2 separate regions of the Mus musculus genome follow, and region 2 is linked to region 1. Evidence: chromatin contacts called from public Hi-C data. All regions are on one chromosome and are shown on one strand. The core of a region is the stretch at or near the end of the contact, and the rest is flanking DNA. Distances in the headings are between cores, read along the strand shown.

What was found. A called contact is a pair of places that touch in the nucleus more often than the background predicts.
Region 2: a contact with region 1 is called in a Hi-C map of the N1E-115 cell line, with 13 times the contacts expected there. The contact joins two enhancer-like sites. A contact is called at or near these places in 7 of 484 Hi-C or Micro-C datasets (the HL-1 cell line, the N1E-115 cell line, cerebellar granule neurons and 3 more).

Annotation. Positions count from the first base shown.
Region 1 is chrX:158,701,388-158,705,638 of GRCm38.p6, forward strand. No RefSeq gene overlaps it. Among named protein-coding and RNA genes, the nearest start is that of Rps6ka3, 550 kb to the right of the region's middle. Within about 2 kb of position 2,269, at least 4 of the 459 cell types and tissues checked have an H3K27ac peak or open chromatin away from gene starts, as enhancers often do. A contact at or near this core is called in the N1E-115 cell line, where this site is marked.
Region 2 is chrX:158,919,868-158,924,295 of GRCm38.p6, forward strand. No RefSeq gene overlaps it. Among named protein-coding and RNA genes, the nearest start is that of Rps6ka3, 330 kb to the right of the region's middle. Within about 2 kb of position 2,429, at least 44 of the 459 cell types and tissues checked have an H3K27ac peak or open chromatin away from gene starts, as enhancers often do. A contact at or near this core is called in the N1E-115 cell line, where this site is marked.

The DNA of each region.
Region 1 (4,251 bases), core at 1,019-3,518:
TGATAGAGGAGAGGGCAAGTAGATTAAAAAGTAGTTCTACTTTTCCCTCAGACTGCTTTATATCTGGGCTGCCACTGGAAGGTTCTGTTCATTATGAAAGAGGATCATTCTATCTCAATTCATCTTTGCAGGAAATACCCTTATTTTGCAAAAATAACCAAGAGATATGTCTCCCTTAATTGGTCCCAGATACAATTAAGTTGGCAAGATTAACCATTACAGCTGTGCTTGTTCACACAAATACATGTTGGCTGGCATGGATGGAGGTCATCTGAAGTCTGCACTATGGTACAATAGATTAAACTCTGATATGGGCAGCCATGGTCCACATATCTCCATTCTACTTCCTGGGGCCAATGGGGATGCCTCAGATATATCCTTCATCAGTGATTAGCATAAATAAAAGAAATACACGAAGGCTTCTCAAGCTCAAAACTAATGCATTAGCATCTCATTAACCTAGCCAAAATAAGTCATACTGCCAAGCTGAGGTTCAAAGGGTGGATAAAAGATCCTGTTGTTTTAATAGGAAGAAAGGCAAAGATGCAGAGCAAAGCATATGGATATAGAAAGAATGAAGAACTGGGCTATCAGCATAATCTATCAAGTTTCCCAATTCCAACTGTCTCTACTCTAACAGAAATTATCTCTAAGTAAACACTGATGATTATATTTCTGAAGGGAATAAATTGGCTTCTAATCATCTCCAATATGAAGTCACCGCAGTCGACATGCAAACAGAAAAACAGCATTGACTGATGGGGAGTCAAAGCTGCCTATGTATTGGCAAGCATTAGTCATCACTGCTAACACAAGTGATGTTGCTGGCTCAACTCTAATTAGAAGAGAACATTTAAAACAGGTTTCTCAGCTAGGAGTGAGGAGCTATTGGCAGTTGATGACTAGTGGAGGAGGGAGTGCCAGTTTTCATTAAAAAAACAAACAAACAAAATGTGACCTCTAATAGATTGCCATGCTCCAGCAGATGGCCCTACACCCATGCACTTATGGGCATCCCTAATTGGACTCAGTGGGTTAAAAGACAGCCAAAAGAATGTGAATTTGGGTGTGGGGAACATGATGGGGGGGATTAGGGAGTAGTTAAAAAGTATATTGGAGGTGAAAATGGTCAAAATGCATTGTATATGTGCATGAAATTCTCAAAGTATTCATTTAAAAAAATTTTAAACTCAGGCATATTTTTTAACTGCCCCCAACTTAAAGGAAATGCTTTCTCTTATGGGACCAAAGTTCCCCTAAGGGAGTGTGTGTACTCAGATATATGTGGGGCAATGTAATAGTTAATTTTGCATCAAAAGTGGGACACAAAGAGTCTAGGCATTTCTTCAAATAAGATTCTGGGAATGTCTAAGGAGAATTTCTGCATGAACTTACTGTTTCAATCAGTGATTTGCTAAGCAAGTTGTTCTTCCAGTGTGGGTGGAAGTCAATCATTTGTTGACTTGAAGGGAACAGAAGTTTGGAGTAGTAGAGTGCCCCTCCTCCCTTATAATCTGAGCTGGGACATGGGACACTTTTTCAGCCATTGGACTCAGACTGAAAAAAAAAAAAACCAGCTCTCCTTAGACCTCCAGATGAACGACTTTGGGTACTGTACACTATTCCATTGGTTGCTTATATTGCTTTCTTTCTGACTATTGATCTTGAGAAATTTCAGCTTCCATAATCACCTGAGTCAATTCCTTATCGCCAACAAATCAATCACCTATTGCTTGTGGTCTCTCTGGAGACCCCTGACTAATACAAATAGCAAAGAAGCATGGTTCATTTCTAGCTTCAGCGGCCTCTGAGAGGCGCTTGGAAAGCCTCAGCCATGCCTGCCTGCAAAGGAAAGCTCTAGTTTGTTTTCTGTGTTTTCTGTATCCGTCTAGCTTCAAAACACCAGCGGCTACTAACATTGATCTGTCCAGACTGCATTTATAAAGATCTGTAAACCGATCAGAGGGGAAATTAAATTAGACTGTAATTCTGCAGTACTCTGGAGAACATTAGCTTGAGAGAACACTCAGGAGGGCCAATTAGAAGCATCATGGCCTAGCTGGCAATGGAATACAAACATGTTCTTTCTCCTTCTACAAGACATGAAGTGCTACTTGTGTAGTTCCTGTCTCATTTCAAGGGTTATCACCGCTTGTGTCTAGAAGTACTGATCACACATCAAGATTAGGAAATGCCTAAAGTAATCCTGTTAGCAAGACTGGACCGGGGAATCAAGCCAGCTCAGTGGTGCAGCTAGGATTAATGTCAGAGAAGTGGTAATATGAGACCCAGTGGGGAAAAAGATCTGAGCTCTGGCAATAGCCACCGGGAGAAGGGAAATAACAAGATAAAAGCAGCTAGCAATAACTCTTGAAGAAAGGAGAGCCCCTCTTCACTCAGATCAAGTTCAAAGCTACTTTTTAAAACTCCAGGTAAGAAAAGAAAATGGCCATTGACCTATCCTGCTTTGTTTCATATTTGTAACACCCCTTTCTGTTGTCACAAATAAGTAAAGTGAGACTTAGAGAGGTTAGGAAGCCGTCCAATGTAGGCCCCCTGGGATGCTAGTGCATACTTGCCAGAATCCAAACCCATGTTCTTTCTATTAAGGAAATGATGAGACAAAGAGAAAGTACAAAAGGCTTAGGACAGGCAAGGGGGTCAGACCTCTTGTACTGCATCAAGGAAAAACATCCTTAATTAAAAGTACAGTCAATTCTCAATGGAAGCAGAAAGAAAGTTTGTGGAGGAGAAAAGAAGCCTGTCTGTGAGGCATAGCAGGAGCTGGGAAAGAACTGGAAAGTGTTTGACTAGAGTCATATTACAGCTTACTCTGTTTGTCTTCATGTAGAAGTTAGAGGTAAGCAGACAAAGGAACATTGAACTGGAGGTATTCATCAAGTATAGTAGCCCTGTGAAGTAAAAAGACAATTTGGAAATATAAAGTATATTGATCAACTCTCTGCTGGTGGTCTGGGATAGTCTCTAAAAAGATACCACTTTTATTTCAGTGACTCCAGAAACAAGTTGATCACATATACTCTAACATCTAGGTCCATAACATATTCCCAAGGGTCATTTGCGTTTCTAGAAAGTAAACCCCTTTATTTCATCCCATGCTTTAGGTAGACACAACTATTTGTTTGTGGAAACCTTTGTGTCTATCAAATCCCATTCTTCCTTCTGCACTTCCAACTCCAGCTCTAACACTGAGTTAGAACTCAACTCACCCTCCTTCTTAGGGTGAATTGGATGATGTCAGGGAAACCATCCTTGCCCTAGTTGGTGACTGTACTGTCATACCATCTTTGGTTGACAATCTCTTTAAGGTTATAGTTCACATGCAGGGAATGTCATGTGAACTCCTTGTCTCAGTTAATGCTCCTTTCCTGTCATTCCTCACATGTGGATTCCACACATATCGTTCTCTGTGTGTACTCGCGCACCTGTGTGTGTGTGTGTGTGTGTGTGTGTGTGTGTGTATGAGAGAGAGAGAGAGAGAGAGAGAGAGAGAGAGAAAGAAAGAAAGGAAGAGAGAGAGAGAGAAAGAAAGAAAGGAAGAGAGAGAGAGGGAAAGAAAGAGAGGCAGAAAGATACAGAGAGAGGGGGTTGGCTTGTGAGTTGTGCAATCAAGTGCCACAGCAAGCATGTGAAGGTCAGAGGACAAATTTCACTTTTCTCCTTCCACCATGGGATCAGGGGAGCAAACTCAGGCTGCCAGTATTGCACTCAAATGACTCTTATTCACTGATCCATCTCACTGGGCCCCCACAGTCACTCTAGAAATCCAATAGATTGAAAAAAAAAGAAAGAAAGAAAAAGAAAACTCCAGTGCCAACCTAGGTTTAGTTAGTAAAATGGAAGCACTGAATTCCTTGAAAACTATAAGAAATTTAACAGGCTGGAGAACTGTCTTGTTGATTAAAGCACTTGTCATGAAAGCATGTAGACAAGAATATGGATTCCCAACCCTAGAACCCACATAAAGTCTGGGAGGAGTGTCAGCTAACTGTAATCCCACCATGTCAGCGGAGACAAGGGATTCCTAGGGCAAGTTGGCTTGATAGATTAGCCAGCATTGGCAATCTCTGGGTTCAGCAAAAGACCATCTGCCTCAATAAATAAAGTGGAATGCAATAAAGAAAGAACTCAGATATGAACTCTGCTTCCAAACATATCAATATACATGTGAACCCACATATATGTAAACATGTATGAAGGCTTGTGAACTTCACTAGCTGCACCAAAATA
Region 2 (4,428 bases), core at 1,179-3,678, 220 kb after region 1:
GGGTACCCCAGAAGGCACACAAACAATGATCAGAATTCTGATTCCCCCGGCCATACCAGTAGGGATGAGAAGAGGAGAGCAAGATGATTTTCTGTCTTAAATGTTTCTGAGGCAAATGTTTCTGACAACTGTTAGAACACTGGGGCATTAGAATGGATCCAATCTGCATGACTGCTAGGGGTCACATTTTTCCAGGCAGGCCTGATATACAACTCAGAATCTACCCAACTGGCAAACCAAACCCCAAACAAAAAAAATAATAAGAAATAAAAAATAAAGAGAGAGAGAGAGAATTTTTTTTTCTTCACCCACACTGGAACCTGCATCAGTTGAAAGCTGTTTTGTTGTGGCAAGAGAAACATTAAATGTCACACACTGAATTTGCTCTGATTATGAGCTAGCCATATCCCTCCGACAGAGAAGGAGTCAGGCAGAGTCACAGGTGTTTAAAGAAAGCATCCTGCAGCAATTTAAACTGAGTACTGGAGGCAGTGAGCAGGGCACCAGGGCTTTCTTTGCATTTGCATATGCATATGGTCAGAGGGCTAAAAACAGAAAGCCCCATCCCTGGGACACACATGCTCAATCAGGCTGCTTCACCCTGTGGGCTAAGTTTAGCAGAGCTGCGTGGTATTGGTGTTGCCTCTCACTGGTTTTTGTCAGTAAGTCTCTCTTTTCTCCCTTCAGCTGAGCAACACGCACTAAAAGAGACATAAGAAATAATAGAAGGGGCAATATTTCCAAGGTCACACAGCAAATAAAAGGCAGATCTGTGATCTAAACCTAAGCCTACATTTCTGCTGCTGTTGTTATTTTGATCATTTTTCAGTCATGTTTTGTTTTCTCTGGCCTGGACAATGAAAGCTTCCTCACACTGCCCCTGTAGGCTGCAAAGCTATGCCAACAACCACAGAATTTCACCTTAATAAGATGATTTTTCCAAGACAGGATAGTGTCTCTGGGGGGAAAAAAATCCCCCTGCAGATTTTTTGAAATTCTGAAGTTCCTCAGTTAGTAAATATGTGAACAAAAGAGCTAAATATTGTATTGGTCTTTGAGGTTTAAAAAAAAATGAACCCCTTTTAATCAACTGTGTGCATTGGATCTTTTAGCAGTGCTGACAAACACTAACAGCACTAATAGTACTGAAGAGCTCCTATATCCCAGCTTACTGTGTGCTTAACATCAAGTCACTGAAGTCTCACTGTAATCCCCAAAGATGCTTGCATCGTAGGGATCAAAAGCTCTGCTGGGGACAGAGTAGCACAGACCTATAATCACATCATTCAAGAGGTAGAGGCATGAAGACCACCCTGAGCTACTCAGCAAAACCCTGTCTCCCCACCACCATCCCCCAAAAAGAAAAGAAAGAAAAGAAGCAAAAAGAAAAAAAAGAAAAAAAAAATTGAAGGCTTTTCCATACCACACAGTACCTAACTAGGATTCCCCAGAGAGAATTACTCAGACAATAATTGCTATAAAAACACTAAGGAAATTGTTGATAAATAGTGACACTGTTTGCAGAAATGTGAAATACAAAGTACTTTGGGGATTTTTGAAATACCATAATATCCTGAACAATGTTGTCTTGGTTGTCGAATGTTGCTGTGTTCTTGGAAAGAAGTCAAATAAACAATGTCATCTACATTTATTCTAGAGAGAAGGGTAACATGTTAGATTGGAAGGCATTGTGTCATCATTTGCAGCTTGTAAAACTGAAGACCAGGAAGGGAAGGAATTCAAGAATACTCAGCCAGCTAAATCAGCCGGGATCAGAGCCAGATGTCCTGGAACTGCAGGCCCTTTCCCACTCACCCGCAAGTTGTATCTTTCCATCTTTCCCTTCAAACTGCTCCCTTGGACCATGGCAAATGGACACAACTAATACACTAATGCCCCACTCTTCCAACACTTGGCAGAAACGTTTGTCTCGGAAACATTTAAGATGGTGTTATAATCGTTTTTCTTTTTTTCTTTTTAAATGTCTTTTCTGCGAAAGAAGCAGTAAGACTAAGCTTCAGGCTTCTCTGCCTCATCATTATATAATACTTGTCTGGGACTGCAAATCACTCGCAGAAGGACAAAGCTCGGGGGAAGAAAGGGTGGGTGTGAATCTTTTGTGATTTCTTGAGTAACGGGAGGCGATTTGTCATTTTAGGAAAACTGGAGCCTGTGTTCTCAGATTCATGCACGATCCAGCCTGTTTGACTCTACTGAAAACTTGCGGTTTCTGAGCCCTTCCCTAAAGTTGGGGGTAGAACACACGGGTAGCAGACAGACCTGTTTTTCTCTCCTCCCTTCTCCCCAAGTAAGAGAAGCTAATAATAAATCAAAGTTCTAGAACTTGAATTTGAACTGAAAATACCTCAGAATAAAACCTGTTTCTTCCATCCGGCAAATCAGCCAGAGCAGGGACTACTTGCATTTTCTGTGAACGCTCGCCCCCTGCTGGTCAAGTTTGATTATGACTGACTCTTGAGAGAAGTAAACAAAATTACCATACCAAAAAGAATTTTTTATCGACGGAGAGAAGATTTATAGAGAACTCATTAATGTAACTTTTTAGTCTTAAAGTTAGCGGTTATGGAGAACCCACAGGGACTTGTTTTTAATTCTCATGGAGACTTTCACAAGCGAAATTCTTGGGGAGCTCTCCAAAAACCTTGTTGCTGAACATATTTATAGAAATGTGAAAATAAAACAACTCTCAAAGGATAACAGTGTAAAAAAAACTTTGGCTATTTATATTAAACTCCTACCAAAACAGCATGCAGTCCCCTCAACTTGGGACGATAAAAAGAATTCCAGAGCAAATAAAGTTACCTGGAGGGACAGGGTCTCCTGGTATAATTTAGGTTGGCCTGAAATTCACTATATAGCCCAAGCTGGCTGCACACTACCACCAGTCCTCCTGCCTCGACCTCTCGAGTGCTACGATTACAGGCTTGAGGCACTAAATGTGGCTTGAGGGGTACTTTTAAAGTATTTTGACTCAAAACCAATGAGATGTGTTGTTTAAATACAGTACACCTGAAACTCTGAGCTGCCCACTTTTTGCCTCCTTGTAAAAAGTCCTGCCATGTGCTGCCCATCTTTACTTAAGTACTTCGTTTGAAAGGTCAGCCAGTTCTATTAGAAATTCTGCTCAGCTTGATTTCAGTCTCTGTGTCCTGCTCTCATTTGATAAGGAATGCATGCCAATGATCTACGGTTAGCTGCTTGGTGGCGACTGCTTTTCCTCCCTAAAGCCCTTCCCCGGCTTTTCTTTCTCCCTCTCCACCACCCACATGCTGCTCTTATTCGGACTACTTCAACTGCCTCTATCACTCATCCACACCATTCCTGGCCTCCCTGTGCACCCACGTGCATACCCTTAGTGTGGCTCCATTTAACCCCTTGCTTGCCTGACAAATACAAACTCAACTAGGCTGGCGGAGTCTAGCACTCACGGGGACTGTGCACAGGTTTTGCAGTTCCCACCCAGAAACTAATCAGGCTCCCATCAGCAAACAGATCACATTACATAAGGCAGCTGGAAGGCGGCTCGGAGGCTGGGAAGCCAGATCACAAGGCTGCTGCTTCACCCACGTGCTGGTGAATCTTCCATCAGCCCCTCGGGAGAAGCAAACCCAGACGTCTGTAGTTAACAGCGTACATTTTGTGCCTGCCAGCGAGCACGCAGGTATAGAATACAATCTGCTAGGTTTTACGTCCATGTACCCCCAAATCAAAATACTCAGCAGAGACCATGTAGCCCCCAGGGAATACAGAAACATTTTTCCTTCTTTGAAATTCCTTCAACTCTTTATTAAGCCTCGTACTTATCCGAGAATAGCTTTTGTTTTACTGCCTGGGCAGTATGCGTTTAATGACTAATGGGCACAAAGCAGGACAACCCTGTCACACACACACACACACACACACACACACACACACACACACAAATGGGTAACCCAAATTCTCCCTTCCTGCTCCTTAGATAAGCCTTCACACTTCACTGCTCAGTGGAAAGCAAAGAAGGCATGGGGTGAACTGAATTCAGCTGTTGTTACCTGATTCTGACCACACTGGAAGGAGTCTAATTTTCAGGCACAGATTTGGTTTACGCAGTGAGTGGGCAGGTGGAACCTCCTCCACCTAGAAAGGAATCGTGATAAGGGAGAATTTTTTTTAAAGGTGGGGGAAGAGCCTAGAAACGAAATCCGTTTTCATCGCACGTGATGTGTGCAGATCTTAAAGTAGGTTGTTGCACTTCTGCACTGGGCTGTGTTTTGCCTTCGATGGATGCACATTCAGCTTGAGGCGATGCTGATAGCCGTGATTAAGCAGCGCTTCCAAGGGAAAATGTTTTGTTGTTTTCCTACCAAGATAGGAAATGCTTGTTTAGTATGCAAGAAAACTCCTCCCATTTCTGAAATGGAATTTACG